Regions from separate parts of the Mus musculus genome. Here region 1 is linked to region 2. Evidence: chromatin contacts called from public Hi-C data. All regions are on one chromosome and are shown on one strand. The core of a region is the stretch at or near the end of the contact, and the rest is flanking DNA. Distances in the headings are between cores, read along the strand shown.

What was found. A called contact is a pair of places that touch in the nucleus more often than the background predicts.
Region 1: a contact with region 2 is called in a Hi-C map of the N1E-115 cell line, with 4 times the contacts expected there. The contact joins two enhancer-like sites. A contact is called at or near these places in 3 of 484 Hi-C or Micro-C datasets (the N1E-115 cell line, cerebral cortex and nephron progenitors).

What each region holds. Positions count from the first base shown.
Region 1 is chr16:97,097,128-97,103,049 of GRCm38.p6, forward strand. All of the region lies in intron 1 of Dscam (DS cell adhesion molecule), which reads right to left. Among named protein-coding and RNA genes, the nearest start is that of Dscam, 71 kb to the right of the region's middle. Within about 2 kb of position 3,079, at least 11 of the 459 cell types and tissues checked have an H3K27ac peak or open chromatin away from gene starts, as enhancers often do. A contact at or near this core is called in the N1E-115 cell line, where this site is marked.
Region 2 is chr16:96,900,310-96,906,109 of GRCm38.p6, forward strand. The region is part of intron 3 of Dscam (DS cell adhesion molecule); the gene reads right to left. It overlaps Gm32432 (a long non-coding RNA gene), which reads left to right. Exons shown (of 2, transcript XR_876307.3): 1 at 1-5,800. Among named protein-coding and RNA genes, the nearest start is that of Gm32432, 21 kb to the left of the region's middle. Within about 2 kb of position 2,527, at least 21 of the 459 cell types and tissues checked have an H3K27ac peak or open chromatin away from gene starts, as enhancers often do. A contact at or near this core is called in the N1E-115 cell line, where this site is marked.

The DNA.
Region 1 (5,922 bases), core at 1,829-4,328, 200 kb after region 2:
CTGCTGCAAAGATTCACCACAGACGTACTTGCTTAATAACAGACCAAATGTATAATCTTGTAACTGCATAAGTCAAAGGTCAAACGTCTTGGCAGGGATGCATGCCTACTGGAGACTGCAGGTGAGAGTGTCCTCATTTTTCCACTTTATAGAAGCTGCTGAATTCCTTGGCTTACTGCTTCCTTCTCCAACTTCAAAGCCAGCAGCCCAACAGAACTCTCAAATAAATCAATCCCATGTACAACTAGACTTGGACTTCCCCAGCATGATTAAGTTTTTCATGGGCAAACCACATAGTTTTTGGGCTTGGTTGCATTAGCCATTAAACCAATAAAAACAGAAAAGTTCTATATTTGAGTAAGAGAAATCAAACTTGTTAGAAAGTTTATGTGGCTCGCAGCATTAGCTAGCACTTTTTGAGAGGCAGGGGCATGGGTGCAGGGTCGTCACTCAAGTTCAATTTCCTAACTAACCTGGGTGTCACAAAGGTTGTGTGCACATCTCTCCCAAGGGAGCCATGGACACAGCTGAGGCAGTTCCCTAGGCTTCTGCCTTCCCACAGAGCTAGCCTAGAGGAGAGCTGCAGAATAGCCTGGCCAGGGCCAGTCTCTGGTGTCCCCTCCTGCCCACTTTTCCCCACCCTCATCTTCCTCCTTCTCTTTAATTGAATAGAAACAAAACCCCGACATACAAACAATAACAACAACTACTCTGTTATCTAGAGAAGGCTCAGTGTAAGTATTGAAATTCAGGCCCTCAGAGCACACATAAATGCCACATGGACATGGTGACATACCTGCAGCACCAGCACTCTCATTAAGAAAGTGAACACAGAGTAACACTTGAGCAACCAACTAGGTACCCCAGACATTTCAGTGGGCTCTGGACTCAAGTGAGAAGTGTTGCCTCGACATATAAGATGAAGATCAATGAAGGATGACTCTGACATCAGCATTGGCTCTGCACAGGAATATATGCTCATTTGCATGCACACACATACACACAAACATACAGGTAAATACCACGCACACCACACACATAGAAACACCTTTTAAAAGGTCACTTTGTTTCCTTGAGAAATAAATTGGAGGCATCAGAGCAGCTGTGGAGTGGTATCTTTGAGCCAATCATGCTTGTAGACAGGATACCTCAAGACCACCCCAGACACCTCCCAAGATTTGCAGGATGGCATTTTCCCAGAACAAATTAGTTCAGGACATTTTGCAAGGAATGGGGCAATTGTCTGCTGGAGATCACAATAAAATAGATGTTTGTCTTAATTTCCAAGCCATCGACCCCCAGACTCTCAGTGTCTTCTATTAAAGGCCACAATGGCCCTCCTTCATGATGCTAATCTATACTCTGATTCCTTCTCTAGACAGGCCTCAGTGCTCCTCTTACCTACTGCTGATCAATTGCAGGGAAATGATGGGCCTGTATCTATGCTGTACTAATTAGGGAGCGCATCATTTACTCAGCCTGGCAGACTGGGCCCTCCTCCTCCCCGCCATCACAAGCCCTCAGAGGCAGGCAGCGGATTCACTCTGTGACAGCTGGCAAGCCAGCCTCTGGGAATAAAACATTTTAGCACTTCATAAATTTCTAACAAGGTTTCAAATTGCCGCCATTTCCCTTCTCCCAGCTCCATCAACTAGCAAAGGGGTGGGGATAGAGACTAATTAAATCTACAGGGGGAACGTTCAACCAGTAGCATGGCTACTTATTAAAAATAATGAACTGTTAGGACCAACCTGCAAAGTGAGTTGAAATTCTCCCTGTGGCCCCTACATATAGAAATACAAAACACGGCCTCTGACCGTGTGCTTTTGACATGAAGCTTAGAGATGCCAGAGAACACAATGCTGACAGAGTCGTTGAGGGATGGCCTTCGCAAACCTAACAGAAGGTGACATGAAACTAGAATGCTGGGAGCAGCTAGGATGCTGAATAAAAACACAAGGTTGGCTCGTGATAAAATAGGTCATTTCAAATTCATTTCCTCCTATGATATTTTTACTGCAAACAATTGATTGTTTGTGGGTAGGCACCAAGCCAGAACAGCACAGTCCTCTAATTCCCAGGCAGAGAAATTTTCCAAGGTCTTTTTATGATTTTTATTTTATTTTATTTTTTGAGAATTTCATACATGAGTGCTGTATTCACATCATTTCTATCCCACAATCTCCCCCTCAAGTTCCCACTATGTCTCTACCACCTCCTTTTTTACTTCCTGACCAGTTCAGTTATACACACACATAACATATATACAAAACATATGCATATAAAACACATATATGTATATGTAATATGATCACTATCTATTACTTTGTAAAATTACCAGGCAGCAACAGCAGATAGCCCTGACCACTCCATGCTGTAATAGGAAGGCTGTTTGTTAGCAATAGAAAAGTGTGCCTGTAGCTGAAAGGGATTGCAACCCCATAGGAAGAACAACAATATCAACTAACTGGACCCCCCCAACCCCTGCCAGAGCTCCCAGAGACTAAATCACCAACCAAAGAATATACATGGAGGGACCCCATGGTTCCAGCCACAGATGTAGCAGAGGATTGCCTTATCTGGCATCAATGGGAGGGGAGGTCTTTGATTCTGTGGAGGCTTGTTGCCCCAGTGTAGGTGGATGCTAGGGTGGTGAGGTGAGAATTTGGGGGAGCACCCTCATAGAGGCAGTGGAAGAGGAAGGGAACAGGGAGCTTGCAGAGGAGAATCTGGAAAGGAGAACAACATTTGAAATGTTAACCAATAAAGAAGAAAGGAAGGGAGGAAGGAAGGAAGGAAGGAAGGAAGAGACATGAGCCCATGGACAGCACAGGTGAGCAGAGCACTGGATCACACAAAGACAACACACTAGAGGCATGGGGGAGGGGTGGCTGCAGACGATACAGAGATAAAAATCTTAATTTTCTACTGAGGAAGGCAGTATCCCTCTCTTTACTTATGTGTAGATAATCACAGACTGGGGTCTGAGTCTCACAAACTGAAGTCAAGGGCCCCAGGATGGGCTGGTCACATGAGCACATGAGCACTGAACCATGACACTGAGGACTCCCAGCTGTCATTCTGTTGCCAAATACTAAGCAGCCATGTCCTGCTCAGCTGCCACTGCTCTAAGGAAGATGCTCTGTGGCTCTGCACCTTTCTTTCTGGCTGTGCATGGCTGACCTCTGCAGTCCCAGATTCCTGTGAGGCCCTGCCCAGTGTGGCTAGGGATGAGGGTCAAGGTGCCAGATCTGCTCAATTAAACATTCCTTTAAATATCATCAGCATGACTGCCACTGAGAACAAAGTGTGCTAGAACGAGCATCTCGAAGCTGTTCCTGATTGAATGGCAGGTTGAAGTGATGTTCCCAATATTAATTGCAGCTTTGCTAATGTCTGGTTCTGGGCATCACAGCTAATTGACAATATGAATTGACGGCACTGCTCATGATGTCTTCTGTGACATTCAGGTCAGAACGCCAGTGATTTGCTAATTGGTACTTGGCTCATCTCGCCAGTGTGTATGTGTGTGTGTGTGTGTGTGTGTGTGTGTGTGTGTGTGTGTGTGTGTGTGTGTTTGTGTACACATGTCCATATGTGTGTGCCTATATATGTACATGTACCTGTGCGTACACATGCACCTGTGTATATATGTGTATATGTCTGCATGTGCACCTGTGTGTTCACTAAGGGATGAATTAAAGGGCCAAAAAAAAATCAAGCAGACTATTTTGATGAATTGGAAAACTATGTACTTATCAAACATTTTGAGGGCCTACAAAATGACTCAGCAAGCAAAGGTGCTTGCTGCTCCAGCCTGACATCCTGAGTCTGCCCCCTGAATCCACGTAAAGGTAGATGAAAAGAAACTATATGAAGTTGTTTTCTGATATCCATGCATGTGCCATGACTTGTGTATATTCACACTCATACACACATATTATATACCATAGTAAATAAACCACTTAGTTAGAAGAAAGAACATTGTGCTATTGAACATATTTTAGGAAAACATCTGAATTTATAACACAGCACAGGCCAGGGCATAACTAAAGGACATACAGTCATCTAACCTCACACCACATCACAGATTATTCCCTATCTCTAAGCCATGAGGCTGCAGTGTGATCAGTTTAAAAACAACACCGTGACACTCTTGCCTCACATTCTACAAACTCCCAAGGAGTCTTTTACACTCATCCCACACAATGCTTCCAATGGCTATTTCATCCCTTCTGCTAATGGCAACCCTTAGTCTTGCTTCCAGTGAGCCCTGCAGGGCATACCTGATGAGGTCAAGAGTGGTCCTGGCTGGTGTCTGAGTGTAACAAATAATCTTGCCTGAGCTTATTCTCAATAAGACACCAAGCCTATCCTGATGTTCCTGAGAGTGAGTGACTATCTGAAGGTTTCCCTAATATCCTTGGGGCCCCATCTACAGGAACTCTGTGTACTGGGTCACCCAGGGTAGAGTGGTTTCTAGACCAGAGCAGCTGCCAGGGAGCATGTCAACTGGAATCAGCAAGTTTGAACCAAAAGCAATTAGTTATTGGGAACTCAAGCTAAACCCTAGACTGTGGAGAGCCTTAGACAAAAGAGCCTGGGAATGAAGAAAGGAATGCCACCTTACTCTGGAAAGGAAGGCAAATGGAAGGATAGGAGCCTGCAGTTCACTCAACAGGGAAGTGCATCAAGTGTCCCAGACTGTAGTGTTAATGAGCAGTTAAAGACCTCTTTTGATGTCCGAATGAGTTTGTTTGGAGACCAAAAATTTAGAGCCTCCTATAATGGGTGCTGGGAATCTGTTCAAATTAGCACATATAAGCCTTGACCTTGGAGGCTTCCCACCATCCTTCCACTGTCGTTAATCTTTCTCACCCTACAGGAACACTCCAGATCAAAGAATGTCGTTCTCAGTCTTTGATAATCTGTTCTTCATGAGGTCTTCATAATGGCTTGATGTTCTGAGCTGGGTATTATATAAAAGAAGATGAGTCACATAGATGGTTCTTACAAAACGTGGGAGTCTGATGAGCAGCTCACAGATTACCTCAGCTAAACACCTGTCCTGCAGAGCTGCATTCATGGAACAGGGAGAGATGAAACTGGTGGTGCTTTCTGGTACCTACAGATGAGTGTGGCTTGCAACTCAAGAGCCCTTATGAAAAGCCAAATGCAAGTCAAGGCTCCTCTGGTCATTCCTCAGAGAGGAGCTTCTATCTGCCATCCTGGCCCCAAGTCATATCCAGTTGGAAAAACCATCACTTACTGAGCCACCTCTCCCTGGGCTCCCTAAACTCTCTTTGACTAGCCACACATTACCATCTTCTGAGTTTATATTTTTTTACATTCTCCAAGATTACCAGATGTGATGGATAATCTTGGTAGCCAACTTGACTACATCTGGATTCAACCAAAATCTAAGAAGCTGGACACTTCTATAAGGGGTTTCTTGGTTACATCATTTGAGATGGGAAGAATCACCCCAAATCTAGGTCACACCTTCTGGTGACAGCCCACATAAAAGGACATTTTTTTTTCTGCTTGACCAGCAGCTCTCTAGGAATCCTCTGAGACCCCAGCACCAGATCGAGAATACCGAACCATCCATTTCATAAACTGAACAACTACTAGATTTTTGATCTTTCCATTGACCACACACGGTCTTCAAGCTACTCTAATAAATTCATGTATGTATACATACACATACACATGCATATACAATCAGTTACTTCTTTAGAGAGACTAATGCAAACACAACAGGATTCCAATCAAGATTACAGAGCCACCCTCAATATCTGATCTGAATGGGCTTCTTGGCCTCTCCAGCTCCTGGGGATGACTAGTGATGCTGGTCAGCCTTTATCAGGAACCTTATCAGGTCAAGCTAGCCATATGCCCTTCACCCATGCTATCTCCTAC
Region 2 (5,800 bases), core at 1,277-3,776:
TCCTAGTGCTAAGGGATTAGAGATAATCCAACCAATCAGTGAGCCTCAGTTTCCATGAGATACCATGACTTAAAAAGTATGGTGGAGGGCAATAGAGAAAGAAACTCGAAGTTTACCTCTAGTCCAGGCATATATACACATGCAATACATTTCACACACACGCATTATTAATTAAAGTTAACAGACACTTGGAGTCTTAACTCCATCATTATGGAATGGACCACATCTGTGAAAATCAATCACCATAAACTCTCTTATTTCATCTAATGATGGTGAATATTTATTGATACATCTGCTTTGCAATGTATCAAGAAAGTAAGGTAGAAATGATATGGGCCCATGAATTAATTGTATCCTTAGAGGGAAGATCCAGATGATGGACAAACTATGAGTGGTCAATGCTCCCGTCCATGTGGAGTCTCTGTGTGAAGGTTTTACCTCATGTGTAAAATGGCAGCCTTTTCCCATGGCAGAAGAAGGCTCTCATATCCAAAATGAGAAGCCACTTTCCCTCAGCAGGCAGGGACAGATAACTCAATGAAGTCCAGGTCTTTAAGGCCACATCATTTCCCATTGTGATGAAGGAGTTCTTTTCCCCAGGAAAAGTGAAGATAACCCATGATGCATATACTAGATTGTTTTCTAATCCTCTGCCACATGCTTCATGGGAATTTAATAGTTTAATATTTCACAGCCTCCTATCTATGGGGATTAGGGAGAGAATGAGACCACAAGAAGCACAATGCTGCCAAATGACAAAGTTTTAAACATACCATGAACTGTGAGGTGTCCCCAGGGAGATGAGAGAATAGACCTACTAAAAAGGGCAATTGGATATTATATGATGGCTTTAGTTGGGTGGGAGAGTGGCAAGATAGCATTATGGGCAAAGGAACTACTTAGTGGCCAGGGGGATCTTTACCAGATCCACAGAACTCCATGTGAGACAAAGCTGCCATCTTGGATAAAGGAGGGGCTTCTGTACTTTCCCCAGTGTGGCTCTGCAGAGAGAAGGGCAGATCTCAAACTGAGGGGTACTGATCATCTGTCTCTTTGTGACCATTTTTGGTTCCATTATGTCATTTGCACGTGTTGAGGGAATGAGCTTGTGTTTGTGCACATTCGGGGAATGTGAACACTGTGTCCATCCATGCCCAAATTTAGAAGGCAGGATTACATCACATTTCAAAACATATGTTCCAGAGAAAATGAGCAAGAAAGGTTTTTTTTTTCCCACATTCAATGATATTTTAAATTCACTAAGGACTATTTAAAGCAGTTCTAAAGAAAAAATTTCTTTAAACAAACAAAAGAAACTTTAGGGGAATTAATCATGTTTGATTTTATAATCGCACAGATTCTTTTTTTTTTTATTTTTTTTATTTTTGAGATGCTGTGATGAAACCAGGACCACATGAATGTGAACTAAGCACTCTGCCTGGCTACATTGCCAATGGGAGATTAAATCTGCCTAGGTTTGTTTTCTTTACCCAGAGACTCACATACTTGATTATATTAGACACACTGTTTCTTAAAAAAAAAAAAAGTGGAATGTTTTGAAACAGTTTCACTTTTGATTTTTGTAGCTATATCACACTGTGGACTCAGAGGTTTGAAAATACTCAGCACATAGTTTAAAATCAGATATGTGGACCATTGATTTGTATTTGTATGTGTGTGTGTGTGTGTGTGTGTGTGTGTGTGTGTGTGTGTGTGTGTGTATGTATGTTTGTATGTATGTGTGTGTGTGTGTATGAGAAAGAATGGTGTGTGTGTGTATGAGAAAGAATGGTGTGTGTGTGTGTGTGTATGAGAAAGAATGGTGTGTGTGTGTGTGTGTGTGTGTGTGTGTGTGTGTGTGTGTGTAAGTGTTCACATTTCTATCCAGTTATCTGAAACCTTTCATTCTCTTCAAAGATAACTGACTCACCCAACGTGGATCATGGTACAGAACCTGGATGGCAGCTGATGCATGTGACCATGGGAGAGATATAAGAAGACTGTGAACAGTTTCTCACACTGATTGGAATGGGCATAGAAAGGCATTTGATGTGTTTGCTGCTGAGGTCCCATGGGTCAGTCTTCTGAGCTAGTGTTGAGGCTGTTTCGACAGCTAATAAAACAGCCATGCAGAGCACTGGGTTATTTAGGAATACCCATGGTTCTAGGAAGAGAAAGACATAGCTCACCAAACCAGCAGAGACTAAAAATCAGCCATAGCAGCTTGGCTTACCTACCAGAAAGAACATCTCAGATATGGACTTGGCAGCCAGACTGAAATACAAAAGCAGGTGATCTACATTGCATGGGAGAGTGTGCCATTCTCCTTGGACCAGATGCTAGAAACCCTAAAGAAACTTACAGAGGATAGGCAGTCATCTGGAGCAGGAGGAGGCATGGAAATCTACTTCTTACTGGAAGGGCCAGCCAAGTGGCAATCAGGCTTCCTGTCATTCTGGGGTGGGGGTGGGGGTGGCACTATGACTCCTTACCCAAAGCATCCATGTCAGATTCACTGACTGCAAGTGTTGGCCACAAGGTCAGGAAAAGCATCTGTGACCTTAAAGATCTGTGTGACTGAGAATGTGTGTGTGTCCTGCTGTTTTTAAATTATGTTACACATCAAGTCATGCCCTCCAATCTTAACATACTGAAACCCCAATGCCCTACAAGGCAGCTACATTTGGAGTGGGTCCTTTCAAATGGTGAGCAAGGTTGAATAAGGCCATAGAGAGAGTTCTAATCCAGTGGGCTTGGTGTCCTCATCAAAGGGGACAGAGACTCAGACACTCAAGACACAATCATGCAAGGAGGCAGGGAAGACATAGCCAGTGCTGTGCACTGGGTGTGGCTTATACTGAGGTCCCTGTCAGTCTGATGGATGATTCTGAGATCTTGTATCCTTAAGAGGGATCTATAGTGGGAATTACTTGGTCTTTGGGCTGTGTTCTTGGTTGGAGTCCAGGTAGCTTTGGAGAAGGGTTGTACTAAAGGCTGAGCCCAACCCTGCTCAATATCCTCTCTTCCTACTTCTCTGTCTTTCTGTCTTTCTGTCTTTCTGTCTTTCTTTCTGTCTTTCTTTCTGTCTGTCTGTCTGTCTGTCTTTCTGTCTGTCTGTCTGTCTGTCTGTCTGTCTGTCTGTCTGTCTGTCTTTCTTTCTTTCTTTCTTTCTTTCTTTCTTTCTTTCTTTCTTTCTTTCTTTCTTCCTTCCTTCCTTCCTTCCTTCCTTCCTTCCTTCCTTTCTTTCTTTCTTTTTTTTGAGACAGGGTCTCTCTGTGTAGCTCTGGCTGTCCTGGAACTCACTCTGTAGACCAGGCTGGCCTCAAACTCAGAAATCCACCTGCTTCTGCCTCCCAAGTGCTGGGATTAAAGGCGTGTGCAACCACACCCAGCTCTTCCTACTTCTTAAGGCCCCTACCACAGGAAGCATCAACACCTGACATATTCCACAGGACCCAAGTGGAAACTGAATAAAGTAGGAGCCAGCCTGAAGTGCCACCACTGTAAGAGAAATAGGTTGAACTCTGCTTCATTAGTAGCCTGCCCTTGGGTTTTCATTATAGTTCGGCAAAGTTGACTAAAGCAGCTATCTGCAAGTCAAAATGGAGAACCTGTGAAGGAATGAACCCCAACCCAACTCCAACCCCCAAATCCCTGTGGGAATAAGTTCTTGTTCAGCCACACATTGCTGTTGTTATGGCAACCCCAAATGAATGCAGATGACCCTCAGAATGGACTCACAAGGTGTGCAGTGCAGCTAAGTGGCAAAATACTTGCCTTGCATGCACACGACCCTGGGGTTCCATCCCAGCTCAAAAAACAAAAACAACAAAATAATAAACAAACAAAAAACCCAGGCAATGACTACAACAACAACAAAAACAAGTCAAAACAAAACTCTAAAGATGCATGTATGCATGCCTAGAAAATGGTCCGGGAATCGTTTGGCACATTCCTTCCATAAGGGACACTCCATTTGAGATATAATAATAAGAGATTTCTTTTTTCTTTACAGATCACATTCACTTTTGTTATTCAGAATCTTCATAGGAGTGTAACAAACACAGAGAGCCAAGCAAGCTCAGAATGGAGAGTCTGCCACAAGAGTTCCACCCTCCTCCTGCCTGGAGTCCCCACAGCCCCTGGGGCTCCCACAGAGCAGGGTTTGAAAAATGCTGCTTCCATCCTAGTGCCTTGCAGAGATCTAACATGTCAGCAAATTACCTCCAGTTCCCACATTATCGTTAATCATGGGCCTCCTGGGATGACAGTGTTCCCCTAGACATGATAAATAACAATGACCTGGAGGCTCCTGCATGCAGATATGTGCCTGTGTGCCTGCAAAGGGGGTCGGCATCCAGGAGAGATAGTGAGAAACTTTGTTCTTAATGCCTCCTTTGGGATTTCTTGCAAGGAGGCCATTCAAAGCAGACTCCATTCAAGGCACTTAGAATGCCCTGCCCAGAAATCTTTCCAGGGCCCTGGAGATGCTCAAGGACATTTGAAGATTCCCAGGTCCGTGGAGAAGAAATGCCCATCTCACCAAACAATGAGTCACTCTGACATCTCACCTATTCTGGGTTTTAGAGCACTGAGGCAAGGGAGGCCTTAGAAGTTCTCCAGTGAGCAATCTCTGCGCTCCCCTCCCTCTGTGCAGTTAGCTAACAACAAGCTTTCATTGAAGATGTGCTTATTAGCACTTCAGTCAGCTCCTCAGGGTCCCTCACTCCCAGGTTGACCTTGTGGTTGATTCTGGTCTTAGCAGTCAGGCTAGTGTCCTTCAGAGGACACTGGGCACTTGCTGACACATTTCTCAATGCTGGATGCAGCTAGCCTAACTGGGCTGTGGTCAGATATGGTCCCCAGACTCCTGCCAGCTCTGGGTGGACCGCTCCTATGACAATACTGGTCTTTCTGTCTTCTTCATTCTCTCCTGATCATGCTCCATACAGTCCTGTGAGCACTGTTGCTGTTTGTTCAGAGGTGACTGAAATAATTGTGATGTTTATCTTGAACTTACCTGTCTTAGTCTCTGGAGTTGCAGGACCACAGGCATGTGCTACCATGCCTGACTCTAAGCCTAGCTTTAGGACAAAGAATCATGACTCTAAGAATGATCCTCTTCATATTATTGAGAGAACTAAAAGTAATTATGACTACAACCCAACAGATAAACCCTGAGCCTTCTGCTTTGTCTGGTGGGCTAAGCTTTGTGCTACAAAAGACACTGACAACTCTGGTAACCCTGTGATCTGAAGACATTCCTTGTTGCTCTGCCCAAAGTGTAATGAAGCTAGATGCAGATGCTGGAAGGCATTCCAGAAAATGCCAGAACTTCACACACATATACACAGACATACACACAGAGATACATACACAGACACACACATATACAGACACACACAAACAGATACACATAGACACACATATAAAGATACACACTCAGACACACATGCACACATATAGACACATGCACAGACAGATACATACACAGAGAGGCACCCCCCCACACATACACAGACACAAACACACATACATACATAGACACACAGACATAGACACACAGGCACACACAGAAATACATACAAGTACACAGACACATACATACACACAGACACACACACACACCTGGTTAATAAAGATATCATGTGAAAATAACAGAAATTAATGAATGAAACAAAGCTTTCTGTCCCACATGTTCATTTGACCATGCAAAATAAAAAGCTACAGAGAAATGTTTCTCCAGTAAACCCAGGATCTGCCTCAACAGGATGTGAAGCAGCAGATATAAGCACTCCAG